Regions from separate parts of the Zea mays genome. Here all the other regions are linked to region 2. Evidence: chromatin contacts called from public Hi-C data. All regions are on one chromosome and are shown on one strand. The core of a region is the stretch at or near the end of the contact, and the rest is flanking DNA. Distances in the headings are between cores, read along the strand shown. Region 1 holds the start of LOC100276657. Region 2 has its middle 15 kb from the start of LOC100281558. Region 3 holds the start of LOC100501779 (Pentatricopeptide repeat-containing protein chloroplastic).

What was found. Hi-C and Micro-C count contacts between places; a contact is called where the count stands out from the background.
Region 1: a contact with region 2 is called in a Hi-C map of leaf, with 4 times the contacts expected there. The contact joins the promoter of LOC100276657 here to the enhancer-like site in region 2. A contact is called at or near these places in 2 of 25 Hi-C or Micro-C datasets (ear and leaf).
Region 3: a Hi-C map of leaf shows a contact between it and region 2, with 2.0 times the contacts expected there. The contact joins the promoter of LOC100501779 here to the enhancer-like site in region 2. A contact is called at or near these places in 4 of 25 Hi-C or Micro-C datasets (ear and leaf).

What each region holds. Positions count from the first base shown.
Region 1 is chr6:152,638,022-152,641,201 of Zm-B73-REFERENCE-NAM-5.0, reverse strand. LOC100276657 reads left to right here and starts at 1,459. Exons shown (of 3, transcript NM_001349453.1): 1 at 1,459-1,722. The coding sequence starts at 1,534.
Region 2 is chr6:152,565,758-152,569,400 of Zm-B73-REFERENCE-NAM-5.0, reverse strand. No RefSeq gene overlaps it. Among protein-coding and RNA genes, the nearest start is that of LOC100281558, 15 kb to the left of the region's middle. Within about 2 kb of position 2,335, at least 13 of the 20 cell types and tissues checked have an H3K27ac peak or open chromatin away from gene starts, as enhancers often do. A contact at or near this core is called in leaf, where this site is marked.
Region 3 is chr6:152,468,084-152,471,214 of Zm-B73-REFERENCE-NAM-5.0, reverse strand. It overlaps LOC100501779 (Pentatricopeptide repeat-containing protein chloroplastic), which reads left to right and starts at 1,259. Exons shown (of 2, transcript NM_001196439.1): 1 at 1,259-1,970. The coding sequence starts at 1,272.

The DNA of each region.
Region 1 (3,180 bases), core at 210-2,709, 73 kb before region 2:
TTAGAAGATACCTATGATCCATAAAAGGAACATTAAAATGATGATCCCATTACAGAGAACGAGAATATACCTGATCATAGGAGAAGGAAGCATGTAAGACTCAGTAATATCTTACAAAAGAAGGCTGAGAGGCCAAAGTACTTTGAGAATAGAAAGGTTGTCAAGATCTGAAAACAATAAAATATTATAAAAGTGCTCCCTTTGCACAACATTATGAATAAGTACACAAAACATACATATGTTAAAATGGTTAAGGAAAAACGTGGGAATTCAAAATACACCAGTGTCATACAACTTTGTCGCAAATCAGTCAACCGTGTCAAATTCTCAGAAACAGATGATGCCAAAAAGCAATGTTGTAGCACTGCACACGATCACACAAATCCTACTGCATACCATCTTGCCACGAAGGTGATGCATAGAAGATATGTCCCCCTCCCCATTATTTTCTATTAATTATGCATCGATCCTACTGCAGACCATCATTGCCGCCTTTTAAATATGCATATTTGCTATCCATGATATGGATAATAGTAAATTAACCTTAAATGCATTTAATACACACAACAGAACTATTACTTTGATTATGTTATCCTTAAGATCATCGATCTAAAACTTTGAATGTGTCTATATTGCTAATGGTGTTACATTTGTAGACCGAATTGTTCTACTACTGTGGCTAATTGTCTATTTAGATAATTCTATCACCTTTATATGTATCTATATATTTTGCTGCTCCTATGTATTAAAAAACAGTCTTTTAAATAGGTAAACACATCGTGCAAAGCGCAAACAAGTTAAGCTATTTTCAATGATAAGTTTGTAGCACTCTTTGCAACACTGTCATATCATTTGAAAAACTAAAAATAAAACAATGTCTCTTAATACAAAATTACTTCACTATTTTACAGACTAACATATCAATTAAATGATGCAACTCAATGACCAATAGAAAGTAATAAAATATGTGATGATGAAATAAATCATTTTTAATGGAGGTTTCACACGATTTTTAAGACCTTGAAAACAAGTTGGCATAGTTTCATCCTCATAAAACTAATTTTATCTAATGAAATCCAATCCTCTTAATACATGCTATATTATAAAAAATGGTACTCCCTCTGCCGTAAATTAAAATTCGTTTTAAAGAATTAATTGATTCATATAATATTTAATGTATGTGTTTTGTATATATGTCTATATTTATTATCATCTGTTTGAATATAGATATAAAAATCAAGTGCTAAAACAAATATTATTTTGAAACCGAGGAAGTATGTCACAGTGTGCATAAAACTATAAAACCATGACTGAGAATAGCCTTTGTAAAGAAAGGGCGAAAACCAAAGCCAAGCGCACTGCAATTTACACGAACGCCCCTGGCTCGTCGCCTATTTGTATTTTCCGCGCCTCACGCCTCGCGCCTCGTTGCTTCTTATCCTTTATTTTTTTCCCCAACCCGTCGTCGGCTGCCGGCTGCGGCACTCTGGGAGGAAGGCCCCAAGCCCTTGCCGCCGGAGACGAACCGAAACGATGGTGGGCGCCAATGAAGTGGGCGGGCTGGAGTGCGAGCGGAAGCCGCTGGCGGAGGTGGTCGGCGACTGCGTCCAGCGCTGGTTCCAGGACGCGTACAAGGAGGCGCGCAAAGGCGACGTCGCCAACCAAGTGCTTGTAGCGCAGATGTTCTTCTCGGGTTATGGAACCCCCAAGAACGAGTATAAGGTATAGCAATGCACCTCGTTTAAAAATGAATTCTCTTTTGATTCAGGTTACTTGTGCAGTCGTCTGTGCTAGGTAGATGGGGGTTCGATTCAACTTCCTTGTTTAGTTTAATTTATTATAATTTTCTCCTTTTCATAGGGATGATTTTTCTGTTTGGACGATCTTAAGGGACTGCTGGTACTGGGTTTACCTGATTAAGTCGAGATTAAATGGTAGGGGTTTTAATATGTGGACTTGCTTCCTGGATGAGAGAGTTTTGAGTCGTTTCTAAAAAAAAGATTAAGGGACCCCCTGTTTCTTGATTAAACCACAACAGAAACACAGTGTATGGGAACTTTGTTTCTCTTCCTGGCTGAAAAAAACAGTGTATGGTAAAGCTGTTTTTTTGGCAGATCCAACACTAATATTACTAGATCTCATCATAATCTATCCCAGTGATTCAGATCCAGCCTTAAGTCGCTTTGTTTGCGGGTAAGATACTACCATCCAGTGGGTTTCAACAAGCTTTTGTACTTCCAGACTGGTCATCTGCTGCTTTTCTTGGCCTTCTATGCAATCTGCTGACACTGACAATTGTTTCTCAGTTTTGAGCACAACCCGTGGCTTGTTAGTGCTGCATAGGTGTAGCATGCACTTGTGCTTTTTTACTGGGTGAGGAAATTATATGTTTTTTTTTGTTGTTAACTTTATGTTTGTGGTTGCATCCTGTTTGCAATTCCTTGGAGCTTAAGGTTGATTGGCATAAAAGTTGTTCTGACTTGTCTTCTGTTATAATTGACAGCATCGGCCTTTAGGCATTGTTTTGTGGCAGACGTGCTGTTATGCTTGGAAATTAACATTTGTGAATGTTTTATGATCAATAAAGCGGGCTAACCTATTTTCTAAAAAAGTAAAGGTTGTTCTGTTCATTGCTGTTTATTTTGCTACTAACAATAACTGGCTTACATTGCTTCGACTCTCTCTCAACCTGTAGTTCTTTTGGTAGATCTGTTCATTATCTACTTTCCATGGATATGTGAATCTGGGTTTAGTTTAGGTGAAAAATCACTATTTTACTTGTGAAATATAATTTCACAAATGGTCCTTGAACTTGCCCGGTGTCATTTGGTCTCCAACTCTTAAATTTTGATATGCCTTGTTTGGGATAGCTCCAGCTCCAACAAATTTGGTGGAGTTGGTGGAGCAGGTCATTAGGTGCTCCAGAAAATCGTGGAGCTGGAGCTGTAAGCCTTTAAAAGACATTTAGATAAGCCATTTTGTTTATTATTTAAATTAAAAATATTTTTAAAACTAATTAAATTGATATTATAAACTACAACTCCATACTGGGGCTGGAACCTGGAGCCATCCCAAACACCGCCAAACTTGTACAACAATGTCATATGGGTTCTTGAACTTGTCACGGGTGCTAGAATTGGTCCAAATGGGCTTTGATCTCTCTTGAGCTCCCGATCTTGC
Region 2 (3,643 bases), core at 1,086-3,585:
TTGCAGGGGCATTTAACGCAAAGGTGGCCTGACACCTTTATCCTGACACGCGCCCCCGGCAGAGCCGAAGTGACCGCCGTCACTCCACCGCTCCACTGGCCAGTCTGACAGAAGGACAGCATCGCCTGCGCCACTCCGACTGCAGTGCCACTCGACAGAGTGAGTCTGACAGGCAGTCAGGCCTTGCCAAAGGCGCCACGGCGAACTCCGCCCCGCCCGACCCCAGGGCTCGGACTCGGGCTAAGACCCGGAAGACGGCGAACTCCGCTCCGCCCGACCCCAGGGCTCGGACTCGGGCTAAGACCCGGAAGACGGCGAACTCCGCTCCGCCCGACCCCAGGGCTCGAACTCGGGCTAAGACCCGGAAGACGGCGAACTCCGCTCCGCCCGACCCCAGGGCTCGGACTCGGGCTAAGACCCGGAAGACGGCGAACTCCGCTCCGCCCGACCCCAGGGCTCGGACTCGGGCTAACACCCGGAAGACGACGGAACTCCGCTTCGCCCGACCCCAGGGCTCGGACTCCGCCCTGGCCTCGGCCGAACGACTTCCGCCTCGCCCGACCCCTTGGCTCGGGCTCGGCCACGGCAACAGAAGGCAGACTCAACCTCGGCTTCGGAGGAACCCCCACGTCGCCCTGCCTAGGGCACAGACCGCCACGTCAACAGGAGGCGCCATCATCATCCTACCCCGAATCGACTCGGGTCACGGAGAACAAGACCGGCGTCTCATCCGACCAGCTCCGCCGGAGGGGCAATGATGGCGCTCCACAAGCTCTATGACGACGGCGGCCCCCAGCTCTCTTACAGAAGCAGGACGACGTCAGCAGGGACTCGACCGCTCCAACAGCTGTCCCTCCGCCAGGCTCCGCCGCACCTTCGACAGCCACGACATCACGCCAGCAGGGTGCCCAGATCTCTCCGGCTGCCACATTGGCATGTACCTAGGGCGCTAGCTCTCCCTCCGCTAGACACGTAGCACTCTGCTACACCCCCCATTGTACACCTGGATCCTCTCCTTACGACTATAAAAGGGAGGACCAGGGCCTTCTCAGAAAAGGTTGGCCGCGCGGGACCGAGGACGGGACAGGCGCTCTCTTGGGGCCGCTCGCTTCCCTCACCCGCGTGGACGCTTGTAACCCCCCTACTGCAAGCGCACCTGACCTGGGCGCGGGACGAACACGAAGGCCGCGGGACTTCCACCTCTCTCACACTCGACTCCGACCACCTCGCCTCTCCCCCCTTCGCGCTCGCCCACGCGCTTGACCCATCTGGGCTGGGGCACGCAGCACACTCACTCGTCGGCTTAGGGACCCCCCTGTCTCGAAACGCTGACAGGGGGTCTTTAGGGATTGTACAACTCAATAAAATAAGAGTATCTTGAGGGGTCTCTAGGAGGCTAAGTGAAAAAAATTCAAAAGTCTGTCTCTACACGATTCTCTATGTATATTGTGTCTTAACTGTATTTATGATATAGGGGCTCAGGGTTGTAATACATAATCTCTTAGCTATATCTTGTATTTAGAAAACCGAACCAAAGGCTCAGGGTTATACATGCCCTCAGGGTTAAGTGAAAAAAGGTAGTCTCTTCACGAAAAGACCATATCTTCACGACTATCTATATATATGTGTCTTAACTGCATTAATGATCTAGGGACGCAATGTTATATCATGCAGTCTCTTACGTGATGTTTGATCTCTTTAGTCACCCTCCTAAATTTTATGGACTAAATTTAGTCCCTAGAAATCCTATTTAGAAGACTTACTTTAGTCACTCTGTTTGATATTTTAGGGACTAAAAGTGACTAAACTAGAATATATTTTAATCACTTTGTTTGGTATTTTAGAGGGAACCAAACAACCTTTTAGCTGTCTCTTGTACCAAAATCCAAGGGCTCATGTACTAAGACCGTCCCCAGTGGAGTTGTAAAATAGAGGACATGAAACTGTAGATAACACCGTTTGACACTAAGGTAAGTTTGAAATAGGGAAGGAAATAGGTGAAGATAGCATAAGGGCGACCTGCCTCAACTTGTGTTGCCAATGGCGACGTGCGCATGGCTTCTTCTCTTCATCTTCTCGGAAGCTTGCTGATGAATCAAACTATGAGGCTAATCAATACTGTCGTGATCCGTTTCCCAAAAATAAAAAAACAAAAAAACTGTCGTGGTCCTACAAAATGAACGCAGTTTGCGGGCCGACTGATTGATTGCGTTGCCGCCTAACTGAACTCTTTTTTATATTGAACTTTAATATTTGTAAAATTGTACATCATGTGGGGTATGCTAGCCTCAAGTAGTCAAGTGGAGACACCATCTCCTGTCCTGCCCCTAGCTGAATTTTGCCGACCTCCAACTGTCCCATTCTCTCACCTCGATCGGTAGCATCTTCGTCAGAATCGACAAACCGTCGCGTTCTCACATTAGATTTTTGCTCAAAAGAGCATCGGTTGGTTTTTCACGGAGAAGACAAGTACGGGAGACGTACGCTGAGCTCGCGGCAAAAAAGCTTTTGCTAGGGCGAAGTTTACTCTGTTTCGGCGACGGACGGGGGCGCGCGGGCTAGGGTTCGTCGCCAATCATGGCATGCATGGAGCGCCCACGCGCAAAATTAAAAGTGACGACGACAAGACGAGACATACTCAAGAGATACCGGGAGGAATTCCAAGTCGTTTTGGTTTTTTTTTTCATGAATCGAACTATTCGAATCTATTTCTTAAATTTGATTAGATGGTGTATAGTGCTTTTCTGAGTCTATGTCTTAAAGTATTCATAGAGTGACTTCAATCCTCTTACTTGTAATTTTTGTATGATTATCTTGATTATAGAGTCTAAATAATGTTCGCTTGGTTTGTCCCTACGACCTGCTAGCTCGCTCATGTAAGCGGTCAACCTAATCTCTGCTACCTTACTCACGTAACATAAGCGGATAAGCCAGAAGTGGCTGCTGACCAACTCACGTAAGCCAGTTTCTAATTCAGGACTCAAAACAGAATACATCCAAATATCTAATTCCTGTCGCGGTGTCACCACCACATCGCCAAAGAACAAGACAAGACTATAAACGCCAGGACACACCGTCGATGATCAGTACGAGTATGGGTATAACATAGGCAAGAGCTAGCTAATTATGTTCGTTTTTTGGTCCATCTAAATGTGTGTTTATAATTATATATATGCACATATTTTAGGACATAGTGAGTATTTGTTTACTAAATCCTGATTGAGTTGGTTTGCATGCAAATCTATTTACGCCTTGCACTCGAGGCAATCATCCCATTCCGACCGAACCTCACTACCAAACTCGGCAAAAAAATAATCGGCAAATATTTTATCGGCAAATGGTTCTTTGCCGAATATTTTTTCGGTTACTCAGCAAAAAAAACACTCGACAAATTAAAAATCACAAAAGCTCCCCAAAAAATAGCAAAACATTTTTTAAATTATAAGAACTCACCAACCCACTACATTACCATACCCATCGCCCTATGATTTTTTTACCATTTTTTGAATTAAATTTACATGTTTTGTTAATGGTGAGATTCGAACACGCAATCTCTCTCACGCATAACCTCCTTTACCACTACACAACTACATCAATTATGTCTATATTACGTTTTCATTCCTCATACAGTGTTAGCCCAAGT
Region 3 (3,131 bases), core at 10-2,509, 97 kb after region 2:
ATCCAAATCGTATTGGCTATCTTGCTCCATACAAAGGTACAAAATACCATCTTCCTGAATTTCGTCAAGGTCCAATGCCAAGAGGTAGAAAAGAAACTTTTAATTATGCACATTCTTCACTTAGAAATGTAATTGAAAGGTCATTTGGTGTCTTGAAAATGAAATGGAGGACTCTATTAGATCTCCCTAGATATCCTATGGCAAAACAAAGTAGAATAATTATGGGGTGTATGGCACTTCACAATTTCATTAGGGAGAGTTTTTTGGGAGATAAGGATTTTGAGTTGTGTGACCATGATGAAAATTATGTGCCTGAAGTTGGTGAGTCGAGTACACAAGAACAAGAACAAGTAGCAGGTTCAGTACAAGGTGAAGAAGATCGGAATATGAATCAATTTCGTGATTGGATAGCAGATGGCTTGTTCAACAAACTGTAATGTTTTTGTGTGTAATAAATATTACAGAAATGCACTGCTTCTTGTGCTTTGTGCTTTGTCTGTGCTTTCGTGATCGAAATGTTTACTGTATTGTTCACTGTAATAAATATTGCTTTGTACTTTCATGATTGAAATGTTTACTGTAATGTTCACTGTAATAAATATTGCTTTGTGCTTTCATGATCGAAATATTAAAGAAGATCGAAATGGTTACTGTAGTGTATATTGCTTTGTGTATCTGTATCTGCACCAGACGTGTATAGCAGGTGGCTTGAATAGCGCAGAGGCGATTTCAGTATTTGCACCAGGCGTGTATGCATGCAGTAGATAGCAGGTGGCTTGAATAGCGCAGATAGCAGGTGGCTTTGTGTTACAGGCAAGGGTATTTTAGCCTTTTTGTAGTGTTTAGAATCTAATTAGTTCTAGAACCAAACAAATAGAGACTAAAGTTTAGTCTTAGGATTAATTGAAACCAAACATGACCTTAGACAGACCGCAGATATGGCAATATGCTAAGCTTTAACATAGCAGTTTAGACGTGCAACCAAACCCGGAATTTTAGAGAAACCCAAACATCCATTCCGTCTACAGACCCATCCGAATTCAGTGAGGTACTGGGTGGTACTGCACGTGGCTATCCCCGGAGGCCAGGACACTCATCTGCCCTTCCTCTCCCCCGCCCCAGTCGCCGTCGGCATTCAGCCCTCCCTTCCTTGGCTTGGGCCACGTCGCCCCTTCTCCTCCCCACACATCCATACTGAAGCCTCAAAATCCTCCGCCTCACTCCCATCCCATGCCCTCCTCTCAACCCTAGTCCTTCCCCATCCCTTACTCATGGCGCTCTCTTCCCACGCCACCACCGCTGCTGCGGCGGCGGCCGTCGGCACCTTTCCCCAATCCACTCGCTCCTCTTCCCGGCGATTCCCCGCGTCGTCTGTCTCCCCCCGCCCCCCGCCGCCCCCGCGCTCCCTACGCCTCGACCATGCCGTGGCGCCGTCCCTCTCCCCCGCCACCATGCCCGCGCCCGACGGTCTCCTCGCTGCAGCCATCGAACACCTGGAGCGCGAGCCAGCATCCGTCGCAGCCGACGAGGCTCCGCTCGCGGCGCTGTCCCCGCGGGAGCTGCAGCTGGTGCTCGTCTACTTCGCGCAGGAGGGGCGCGACACCTACTGCGCGCTCGAGGTCTTTGACTGGCTCCGGCGCGCCAACCGCGTCGACGGGGAGACCATGGAGCTCATGGCCGCCATCGCCTGCGGCTGGATCGAGCGCCTCGTGGGGGCCGGCGGGGACGTCGCCGACGTTGCTGCGCTGCTCGGGGAGATGGACTGCGTCGGGCTGCGGCCCGGGTTCAGCCTCGTGGAGAAGGCCGTCGCGCTCTACTGGGACCGCGGGGAGAAGGAGCTAGCTGTCGAGTTTGTCAGAGACGTGCTCAGGAGAGGGGGACTCGGAGCCGGCGCGGGAGGGGAGCACAGCTCTGCCAGTGGCGATGGTGAGCGGGGAGGGCCCGTTGGCTACCTCGCCTGGAAGATGATGGTAAAGAGGCCCCATTTCACATTTCCTGCAGTTCTTACCCGTTTTAATTTGATTTTTCCATTGTTTTGTCTCAACCATTAACTTTGTGCGATTACTGGTCCTGATTTACTTCTTGCTACTGCAAAATGACTACTATTGGGTCGTTTTATTAAAAAGTTCTTGTGATTCTGATGTGCTAATGTTCAACTTGATTTCTGCTTGTTGCCCTGTAGTTCTGATTTCTAAACTTGTCGTGTATGTGATGGTACCTTCGAGTAAGTTGTTGCCAGACCACCAGCTGTATTGAGGTGTTAGTATATGACAAGCTTTGTCTCTCACGGTCTCACCCTTTATAAATTAAGGCATGTGTATGTGGCACTTCAAAGTTTAAAGTGATCTTTGTTTGCAGCAGACTACTCATATTGGTGGTTGAACCCTATTAAATCTTTTTAAGATATCATGTGTTCCTAATTGACTCTTTCATGGTAGTTGCCAGCACATGGGTGCTGCTATAATGTAGTCAGCACGTTTCACATATGTAATTGTTTATTTATATGTAACTTAGTTTTATATATCTCTATTAGCTGTATTAAAATTAAAAAATCAACATGTGTATCATCCTATCAAGTATAAACAATGAATTAATTATCTAGCAATTATGCGCCCATGCCTCATTCATTTATCAATTGTTTACTTTGCCCCTATGTCATTTGGCAAAATTCTAAGGATTCCTTCCATTTTATTGCTAAATGCTTCTAGTTGGTCTATATTTGCTATAGGCCAAGCCCTCCCTGTGTTTATCTATGACATCAAGTGCACTAGTTGGTCTATATTTGGTGTACCAAGGACTAGGGTATTTGTTCCATTTAACTTGTTCATGACCAGATAATTCTGGGGCAATGTTTTTGTTAGCAGCCTCTCAACGCTGTGCGGTCCCATGGAGAAGAAGCAAGGATAGAGTGGGATAGAGTCAGAGATATATTAGTTCTTAGTTCAGAATTACAGAAATGTTCATGTCCATCTCCCTCTCTCTGGTTACACATATATCTGATAAGGCCTCTTGGGCCACCACCTACTGCCACTCAGGGCCCGAATAGCGCATGTTCGGTTTCATCTGGCGCCGGCCTGACAACGATGGTATTCCCGCGCTTGCCACCCGTTCCTCCATCGACTGTGCCGTAG